Linked DNA regions of Gossypium hirsutum: region 2 is linked to region 1. The links are chromatin contacts, called in public Hi-C maps. All regions are on one chromosome and are shown on one strand. The core of a region is the stretch at or near the end of the contact, and the rest is flanking DNA. Distances in the headings are between cores, read along the strand shown.

The links. A called contact is a pair of places that touch in the nucleus more often than the background predicts.
Region 2: a contact with region 1 is called in a Hi-C map of leaf, with 2.7 times the contacts expected there. The contact joins the promoter of LOC121215342 here to the enhancer-like site in region 1. A contact is called at or near these places in 3 of 34 Hi-C or Micro-C datasets (all in leaf).

The regions. Positions count from the first base shown.
Region 1 is chrD03:9,413,976-9,418,934 of Gossypium_hirsutum_v2.1, forward strand. No RefSeq gene overlaps it. Among protein-coding and RNA genes, the nearest start is that of LOC107950530, 6.2 kb to the left of the region's middle. Within about 2 kb of position 1,571, at least 5 of the 9 cell types and tissues checked have an H3K27ac peak or open chromatin away from gene starts, as enhancers often do. A contact at or near this core is called in leaf, where this site is marked.
Region 2 is chrD03:9,915,530-9,920,646 of Gossypium_hirsutum_v2.1, forward strand. It overlaps LOC121215342 (F-box/kelch-repeat protein At5g60570), which reads left to right and starts at 2,206. Exons shown (of 2, transcript XM_041089729.1): 1 at 2,206-2,527; 2 at 4,380-5,117. The coding sequence starts at 4,410.

The sequences.
Region 1 (4,959 bases), core at 321-2,820:
CTGATGCCTTAACGCAAGGAGGCTATGTGCAAAGCAAGTATGATTATTCCTTGTTCACAAAAAGGAACGGGGGTAACATAATCATCTTAGTCATTTATGTTGAAGATCTGTTAATTACAGAGAGTAGCATTAGTATGATAAATGAACTAAAATAGATTCTGCACCAAAATTTTAAGATGAAAGATTTAGGTACGTTGAAGTACTTTCTTAGAATAGAGGTGATGAGATCGAGCGAAGGAATTGTGTTGAACTAACAAAAGTATGCTTTGGAGTTGTTAGCAGATCTGGGATTAGGAGAAGCGAAATCAATGTGTACACCTCTTGAATAGAATCAAAAACTTACCTCGGTTGAATATGATGAATTCGTACAAACAAAGGTTGATAGGGATGACTTAATCGCGGATGTTGCAGTATATCAATGACTTTTGGGAAGGTTGCTATAGCTGACCAATACGCGACCCGACATAATGTTTGCAGTTCAACACTTGATCCAGTTCATACACAAACCAAAAAAATCACATTTGGAGGCTGTTTTTCGGGTGGTATGATACATAAGGAAAAATCCTGGCCAAGGTATTCTATTATCTGCAGCTAGTAAACCGCAGCTCATTGCCTTTTGTGATTCTGATTGGGCTTCATGTCCCATGTCTAGGCGGTCAGTGACTGGTTTCTGTGTTAAACTTGGAGAGTCTCTCATTTCATAGAAGTAAAAAAAAACAAACCACTGTTTCTCGATCGTCAGCAGAAGCTGAGTATATAAGTATGGCAGTAGTAGTAGCATAAGTTATTTGGTTGAATGGTTTATTAAAAGAAATCAGTCTTAGCCAGCCTGATAAGTCTATGATTTTTTCAAATAGTAAGGCAGCTCTACAAATTGCAGCCAACCCTGTCTTTCATGAACGAACTAAGCATATAGAAATTGACTGTCATTTTGTCCAAGATAAAATTAAAGAAGGATTGATTCAGATGCAGCATGTTGGAACAACTGAACAACTTGCGGATTTAATGACAAAAGCTTTAGGAATTAAGTAGCGTGAATATTTAGTATCCAAGTTGGGGGTTAAAGATATATATCAACCCTGAACTTGAGGGGGAGTGTTGAGAAGGAAAATAGTTAGCTGGGTAGTTAGAGTTAGTTTTATGCAAGTTAGTTTGTTAGTTAGCAGAGTCTATAAATGTAGAATGTACTGTTAGTATTTGATAGAGATGAAGGAATTCTTGATCATTTTAACACTAATGATATTGTTTGTTTATTGGCAAGCAGTTTCTATGCAATTAGGGGTTTTTGCTAGTTACTATGAGATTGCAGAAAAGGAGAAACATGATCAAGAGTAGAAAATTCAGTTATTAGAGGAAGTGTTAGAGGCCCTGAAGTAGCATCTATAGACGAACAGTCATGCAAACATGGATCAGTTGGAGGTTTCGTTATTGTAGAAGGAAAAGAAGTCTATGGTCTTGTAGTTGCAAAATTTGAATAAATAATTATATGTAGATAAAGTTAAAAAGGATGGCTTGTTAGAGTTGATTGTGAACATTGGCGCTGGGTGTCGTGATTGGATATTAATCCATGTCCAATTGAAGGATGGCCCATTCCAGTTGTTCTATCCTATTTAGGAGGGTTATAAATCCCACTGTAGAGGAAGTTCAAAACGCACGCACGTAAAATAATTGTAGCTCATAAGGTTGCTGACGTTACTTCCCCGATTGTTGCTCCGAGTTTTGAGTCAAATGTTGTAGTTGGCCGTGTGACAACTTCTACCATTGAAAATGAATTTATTGATGATTGGTTTCGATTTTAAATTATATTTGATGTTTTTTGTGAACAATTGTTAAGTTTTTCTACTGTGGAGGGACAATTTACCCTTGGAGGATTGGTGTATGGATTTCAAGGATTCATGGCCCTTTGAGGGCTTTTTCTTTTTATTTATATGAAAGATAATTTTGTTGCTCTGGAAAAGCTTTATGTAGTGTTTTTTTGGATGTTTTGCATTCCTAGTATTTCTTACGAGCTTGTTTATTAGGGTAGTTAGTCTACAGGAACCATGTTGTAGTACTTGCAATACTTGATATTGAGTTAAGGTATTTGCTTCAAGAGTTCTTGAGACTTGACATTGAAGAATGAGTTTTATTTCCTTCATATTGATGTAGCTAGATTGGGAAAGAACTTTGATCCAAGGGTCTTCGAGACTTGATCTAGGATAAATTATTATACTTCAATATCCTTTTAGACTTCATCTTGAAGAATGTATTTAGCCTCCTTTTTGTTAAACAAGATAGGAGAGTAACATTTTTCATAACTAATGTTGACATTCTTTAGAATTTCTTTGATTTCTACAATATTTTTGGAGATTTTGATGAAAACTTTTAGTCTTTAAAAATATTCTATCCAAGCTTTTATTTATGAACTTTTGGACTTCTGAACTTGTAATGCTATCTTGAACGTTTTGGAGGTAACCCTTTGATTGTCAATTGGTCAAGTAAAAGAGTTTTTATACAATATAGCCTCTTCATATGAGTGCCCTACAAGGACTAAACTCTTTTATTTATTATTTATCTCATAATTAATTTAATTTATTATAAATATAATAATAATTTAATATTGTAACTTTTTATTTAATTACTTATCTCTTAATTAATTGGAGAAAAATAATAATGACATACTATGCTACTTCATCATTTTTCACATATGGCAACTTGTGCTTGAAACATGGCGCGTTGTAATTTGTTCAAAAAATTTCTTCATTTACAAGATTGTTTAGTATTTTAATTTTGCCATTATAAAAGAAATATTTAAGTTGCTATTAGCTCCAATAACCTTTTAGCCTAATAGCGAAAGTATTAAATTGTAGGCATGAAAGCTTGCGTTTAATCTTAACCAACTTCCTACCCCAATTATTAAAAAAAAAGTTGTTAGTATTTAGATTTGGTAACTAAACTTCATTTTTTCTTAATTTGGTACATTGGTTTTTATGTCCAATTTGATACCTAAACTTGATATTTTTTTTCTTAATTTGTTACGTAAGCTTTTTTTGGATCCAAATTGGTACATAAACTTTTCAAACATTATACAAAGTAGCCAAATATACTAATAGTATTATATAAAAAACAATTAATGTATGAACAACATGTAGCAAATGACATGTGTCGAAACCATTTGTTAATTTTTGGAAAAAAACAAAAATTTAGTTGTCGACTTAAAAAAATAAAAATTGGAAGTTGCCACCAATCTTTTATTAAGGTGTGATTGGATCACCAAAAAAACGACTTTGGTCTACGAATATCAGAAAAACGGATTCGGAAGTCAGTTACGTACGAGGAAGGATTAGCACCCTCGTAACGCCCAAAAGTTGGTACCAAATTGATTAATTAATGTCTTAAAGTCGAGAGTTAAAAAAATGCGATCCTTAATTAAATTAAATTATTTATTAAGACTTTCGCATTTTGAAAAAAGAAAAATATCACAACCAATGCGTTAGGGCACAACATTTTATTCTCTTCAAGATGAGTTAGTCCAAAAAAATCGTGTAATAAAATTTAAGAAAATATCTAATTGTTTAAAATTTATGAAGAAATCGCAGCCCAATACGTTAGGACACAATTTCCTAAAACCCCAAACATTCAATATTTCCTTTATTATTTAAAAAAAAAATCTTTTTCTCGAGAAATCAACGTGTCACATCCAATACGTTAGGACACAACACATTGAATTCCCGATGACAAGTTTTATTTTGTTTGATTAAAGAAAAATCCTTGATTGTTAGATTTTACGAAGAAAATCGAAACCCAATACGTTAGGGCTCAATTTTCTTGAAAATCCTAAATACGAGTATTATCTTTATTTTGAAAATTTTCTATTTTTAAATTCGAGTAAAAGATGATGTAATGTTATAATGTATGTATAAATATCGTGATAACAAATACAATAGTAATAAATACAACAATGGCATAGAAATTATATAAATAAATAAATAAATAAATAAAAATAAATCAATAACATGCAAAGCATCAAATAAACGAGCAAAATAAAAAAAACATGCTTTAAAATATAAATGAAAACATAAATTGATAAACAAAAGAAGGAAATGAACAAAACACATAAAAACTAAAAGGTATGTAATACATTCATTGGAATTATGAGGAATAAAAAAAAAACAAACACATGATCTACATATAAAATTTTGAATTATAAAATTTATATAAATAAAATATAATGCATTTATGAAAATAAAGAAAAATATATAAATATACATTTATAAATTTTAAAATATATGTATTAAAAATATAAGTATGTATTTAAACATTTTCAAAAATATAAAAAAATATGTACGTATATATATAAATATAATAGAATATTAAAAATAAATACATATATATGTAAAATATATTAAAATAATTAAATAATATCTACATTATTAAAATTAATTAAATAAAAAAATAAATATATATACAAATATGAGAAAAATATTAGTTGGAAAAAATATATATATAAGAAAACAATGAAAATACATATATATATAAATTAAAAATAATTACATTATTTAAAATTAACTAATTTTAAGAAAAATATAAAAAAACTAAATTGAACTGCAAATAAAAAAATCTGGGGTAAATCCGTAAATAAATAAAGACTGGAGGACCCTATTGAACACGCGAATAATCTTGGAGGGAATGGAAGGGCAATTTTCCTTTTCTCTCTAAACGGCGTCGTTCCATAAGGACCAAATTGAAATTGGAAATAAATTAAAGGACAAATTAAAAAATACAAAAAAACTTAATTGTAAAATATTAAGAAGGCGGAGGGGCTAAAAGCGCAATTTACCCCTCCGCTCAAAAACGGTACCGTTTTAGTGCCCTATATAAGCCCTTTATTCTTCCAAAAAAAAGTCATTTTAAACCATTTAAAAAAACACAAAATCTTTTCAAAAAAAAGCTCTCAACCCCTCTATTCTCCGGCCAGGG
Region 2 (5,117 bases), core at 956-3,455, 500 kb after region 1:
ATATGAAAAAAATATGAAGATAGGAGTGACCCACATAGAATATTCAAGGAAGCAACTCGAAAAACACCATTGAAACCCATTCTGTAGCAGATTTCCATCAAGATTAAAGACTCCCAGTTGATTTCTCAAGATATTGTAATGAGTTTTTTTATTTCTTTTGGATATACTGTCTTTAGGAAGTTTTTATTTGCAAGCATGAACTAATTTTCTAAATACCTTGGGAGATGAACCCTATGATGAATTCTGTCATTTGATTTTTATTTTACGCAATAAATACTTAGATCTTATTCTCAATTATCTGTGCTTAATTCTTACTTTAATATTTCTAGATTATTGATCTATGTTTGATGTGCTTAAATCAGAGAAGGAATAGACCCTATTTAAGAGTAGATCTAACGTAATTGAGTGGAGTTGCATACAATCCTAGAAATAAAACGACATAAATCTACCAGATTAGAGTCAAATCTAATAGGGGAATTCATAACTCAAGTTAATACGATAATAGGGGTTTTAATTAGAAAGAAATTTCAATTAATCAATCTAGAGTCAGTTGCTCTTACTCTCGAAAGAGATATTAGCATAATTTAGGAATTTCTACGGATCAAGACACTAAGTGAAGAAATTGTGTAATTTAGATTGATAGTGACAGATGAAGTCTAGGTGAATTCTTTCTTGGATATTGTTTCGCTTCTTGGTTGTTAATCATTTATTTTCCTGAATTATTCTTTGTTGTAATCGTAGTTAATTAATATAGTTAATTTTAGTTTTAATCCATCACTCGAATTTATCGATTAAATAATAGAAAGATAGTAATTACTAGTACTTCTAGTATTCGTAGGAACGATATCTTTGCTCACCTTAACTATATTATTAATTAATAGGTGCACTTAGACTTGTTCATGGGTTGAGCCACCTGGTCTGACCCGAAGTCCCGCCCGAAATGTGGGAGGGTTTGGGCAAAAATATAGGCTTGAAAAATGGGCTTGGCCAAAAAAATAAGGCTCGTTTAAAAAACGAGCCGGGCCTCGGGTAAGGCATTTTTGGACAAGGCCAGGCCCGACTCGAATTCACTAAAGGACAAAAAAATTATTTTTTTAAATATTATTTTCTCCCTATTTTGCTACCATTTTACTATTATGTTGCTGCTATTTTGTTGTTATTGTTTGGATATTGTATAAAACTTATTTTATTGTTAAATTTGTTATTATTTTAAAGACATTTGTTAATTTTGTTCTTATTTTAGAGGCATTTGCTTGTTAAGTTGCATCTATCTTAGTGTTATTTAAGTATACATATTTTTAAAATTTATTTTCAATTTATTGAGAAATATTTATTTTAATGTTTTTAGTATTTTTGATGTATTATATATATTTTAAATTATATAAAAATTAATATGGGCGGGCCGGGTCGAGCTCGAGTTTTAACATTTTTATCCGGGTTGGGCTTGGGCAAAATTTTAAGCCCGTTTTTCAAGCCGGGCCTAGCAAATGGACCTAAATTTTTAGTTGGGCCCAGCCCAAACCTAGCCCAGCCCGACCCATGCACACCTCTAGGTGCACTTGCCTTAGTCAAATTTTTAATTGATTTCGTGGACATCATTAAATTATTATATTTTTATATCAATTTTAAATAAATAAAATTTGAAATATTAAGTAAAATTTAAAAGGGTTAAATAATTTTATCTAAAGTTTTTAGGTAAGAAAATAAAAAATATATAAAAATTTTAAAAATATGAGAAGAAAATAAACCTAATAGGCTTTAAAAGTTCGTTCTCTTTTGTAATTTTATTTTCAAATTTTATATATTCTTTCAATAATTTTTTTTAGAAACCTTAAGTAACTATTCAATTTTTTCTCAAAAGATGCATGGATTAGTAAAATTTTTTATTTTTGAAAAATTATATATAAAGTTTATATATTATCTTTTGAATAATTTAAATTATAATGATAATTTTATACATTAAAAATTAATATATTATCTCATTATAAATTTAAAAACGTATCTCTTCAATATATAAAGTAAAAGATATATACCAACTATTGTATTAAAAGTATTTCAATTTCTTTATTTTTAACCTATCTATTTTATATTATTATTTTCAATTTGTTGTATATGTCATCAATTATTTAAAAAAAATTGAATATTTAAACTAAAAATAAACTATATTTTAATTAATATATGTAATACATGGTCCGCCACTAGGTTAATGATATGGGAGATTATTATTGAGAGGAGTAATTACTTTTTCCAATAAAAAAAATCTCTCTCTAGCGTTCAGAGAGAAAGTGAAAAATGATAAAAATCCTCTTCACATAATTATATTTATAAATATTTTACTATATATGGGAATATGGTTCCTAAGCTTAAAATAAGGGAGAGAGAGAATTTGGGGGGTAATCGAAGCTGTAGAGTAATGCGAATTAGGGGTTTTGTTTTTTTTTCTTTCCTTTGAATTTTTTCTCACAGATCGGTTTTCGTGGAAATTTCTGTGAGCGAAAGAATTTTGTCGGATTTTGATTCACTTAAGGTGAGGACTGATTATTCTTTGACTTCAATCTTAATTCGTTACATGTTAAGATTTGCTAGATTTTAGCTTCAGTTGTAGAATTCATTTCATTTCTTGTTTTATTTTTCAAATACGTTGTTTCCTTTTTATTTTCTTGTTGAATTTTTCTGGGCTTTGTATGTTTCTGATATGATTTTTTCCCTAGAATCAAGTAAAAATTGCATGTTGGATTATCAGATATCTTGAGTTTATAATTAAGTGTAAGAGTGGATGACAAGAACAAATGGAGAGTTATAACAGTAACTACTAACCGTCAACAATTTTCAAGACATTTCAGAAATTTAGCAGATAATTATCATATTTAACACACATATCCTATCCATTGGCGATGACATGCCACTGATTAGAACTTAAGGCTCCCCATCTTGAAGGTCTCCAGTTCCATTTTTGGGATGGCATGCCTCCTATTTTTGCCACATCGTGTGTAAAAAACAAAGAAAAACTTGAAAATCTCTACGTGGTGCTATAAGTTTTCCATGTGTCCATTTTGACCTTTCAAATAAAGAAATTTATCTTTCACTTTTTAGGTGTCTAATAAAAGTAAATGATTCTTTTCTATTAGAGTAAGAGTTGTGGAAAAAAATTTGTTCATGGGGTCAGTTCCTCCAAGGATTGAAGCACTGTTTACATTTGGAAGCAGGAAATGAATAGTCAGCGCTGCGTTTAGATGGGAAAGTGTTGTTTTATATGATGAAGTGTTGTTTTAAAAGTTGTTATTCATATGTCTGTCCTGCTTCTTTTGAATAAAAAAGGGACATTAATGGGCTGAAGCTTTGATTTGAGTTAGTCTTAGGCAATATTGCTTGCGTTCTTGATACTGCTTTCATGCAGATTTTGTTGCAACATCTACTCGTTTTTGGTTTTCCTGGGTATATTCGTATCAATGGCAGTGCAATCTCAGGCTTTTGATCTTTTTATGAGTCTATATGATCTGTTAATTTGCCCATAGGAAGATGATACTGAAGTGATGCATTGTTAATTTATTGAACCATACTGTGTTGTCAAGGTGTGCCTATGCTTTTGCGCCTTAGCTTCAGACAACCAAAGGACCTCAGACCCTTTTGGGCGAGGCACATTTGATTAGGCGCTCGCCTAGTGTGCGTAGGCGTGCTTTTTTGTAAGGCGATGGGCATATAAAATCCGCCTAATTGAAGTTCTCTTTAATTGCTTTTGTTTTCAACTTTTTCATTAGATGTACCTTTACTTGTAAGAAATGGGATATTATCAAAACTCTATTTTGTAATATTTGTGTATTGAACAGCAGACATGGAACCAATAGGAACTTTTGCATATTGGCCAACAATAAAAAAGTTCCTTGTTTTGTAGATAAATTGGATAAAAGTGTTTTATCATAATTATATTGCTTAGCCTTACATATACACACCACATATACATATATGCATATGCATGCATATTGCACCTTACTTCAATCAGGTGAACTTTTTTTTGCCCCTTCTGCCTGAGGCAATACAAGGGTTTTTAGCACCTGGAGTGTACCTTTATCCCTTGGCAACATATGTCCTCTATGGAATTTAATCTTGTTTTCATTAATTTGACTAGTGACCAGAAAAGTTTAGAAGCTCATTGGCTGTATTAAAGCTGTTTGCCTTTTTATCGACAGTGCTGTTCCCTTCTAAGGAGGGAAAACATTGGTTTAAAATTAAGCATTGAGATAGAAGGAAGCCTATCCTTTGGTAGGATAACAAGATTGATAAAGAAAAATTTGATACAATAATCTTATAATTGATTATATTTTGTGGATTTTCTTTTTGGTATTATCACTTTTTTTTATCTAATTTTTTCCCTTTTCTAGGGAATAGTTGTGTACTGCACATTCTCTCAAATGGTGTTCCGAGATTCACTTAAGCAGCCAAAGATGAAAGTAGAAGGTGTAGAACATGAATCACCTGTAATGGCTGGTTTGCAAAGTCATGTCTCATTGCAGCTTCCACTGCCTTCCAATCAGAATTTGAGAATTTCACCAGATGATTGGCATTTATTGGCATATCTTCTCTTAGTTCATAAAACTAATACAAAAGGTGTTGGGCAAGATTTGCTGGACAAGGAAGTGCATGCTTTAACTTTTGGCTACATGGGACTAAATGGAAAAAAACCTATAATTGTGGTAAGATCGGGAGAAAATCATGGTGGACAATCATCGGATAACAGTCTACTACCTGGTCTTAATGATGACATGGCACTGGACATACTGGCATGGAGCAGCAGATCCAACTATCCAAATCTGGCCTGTTTAAACAGAAAATTTAGGTCACTTATAGGCAGTGGATATTTATATAAACTGAGACGTCAGCTTGGCATAATTGAACACTGGGTTTATTTGGCCTGTAATATGATGCCTTGGGAAGCTTTTGATCCTATGAGACAGAAATGGATAAGATTACCTAGGATTCCATGTGATGATTGTTTTACTTGTGCTGACAAGGAGTCTCTTGCAGTGGGGAGTGAATTACTTGTATTTGGTCGTGAGTTGTCAGGATTTGCTATTTGGATGTATAGTTTGGTTACCCACAATTGGTCTAAATGCCCCCTA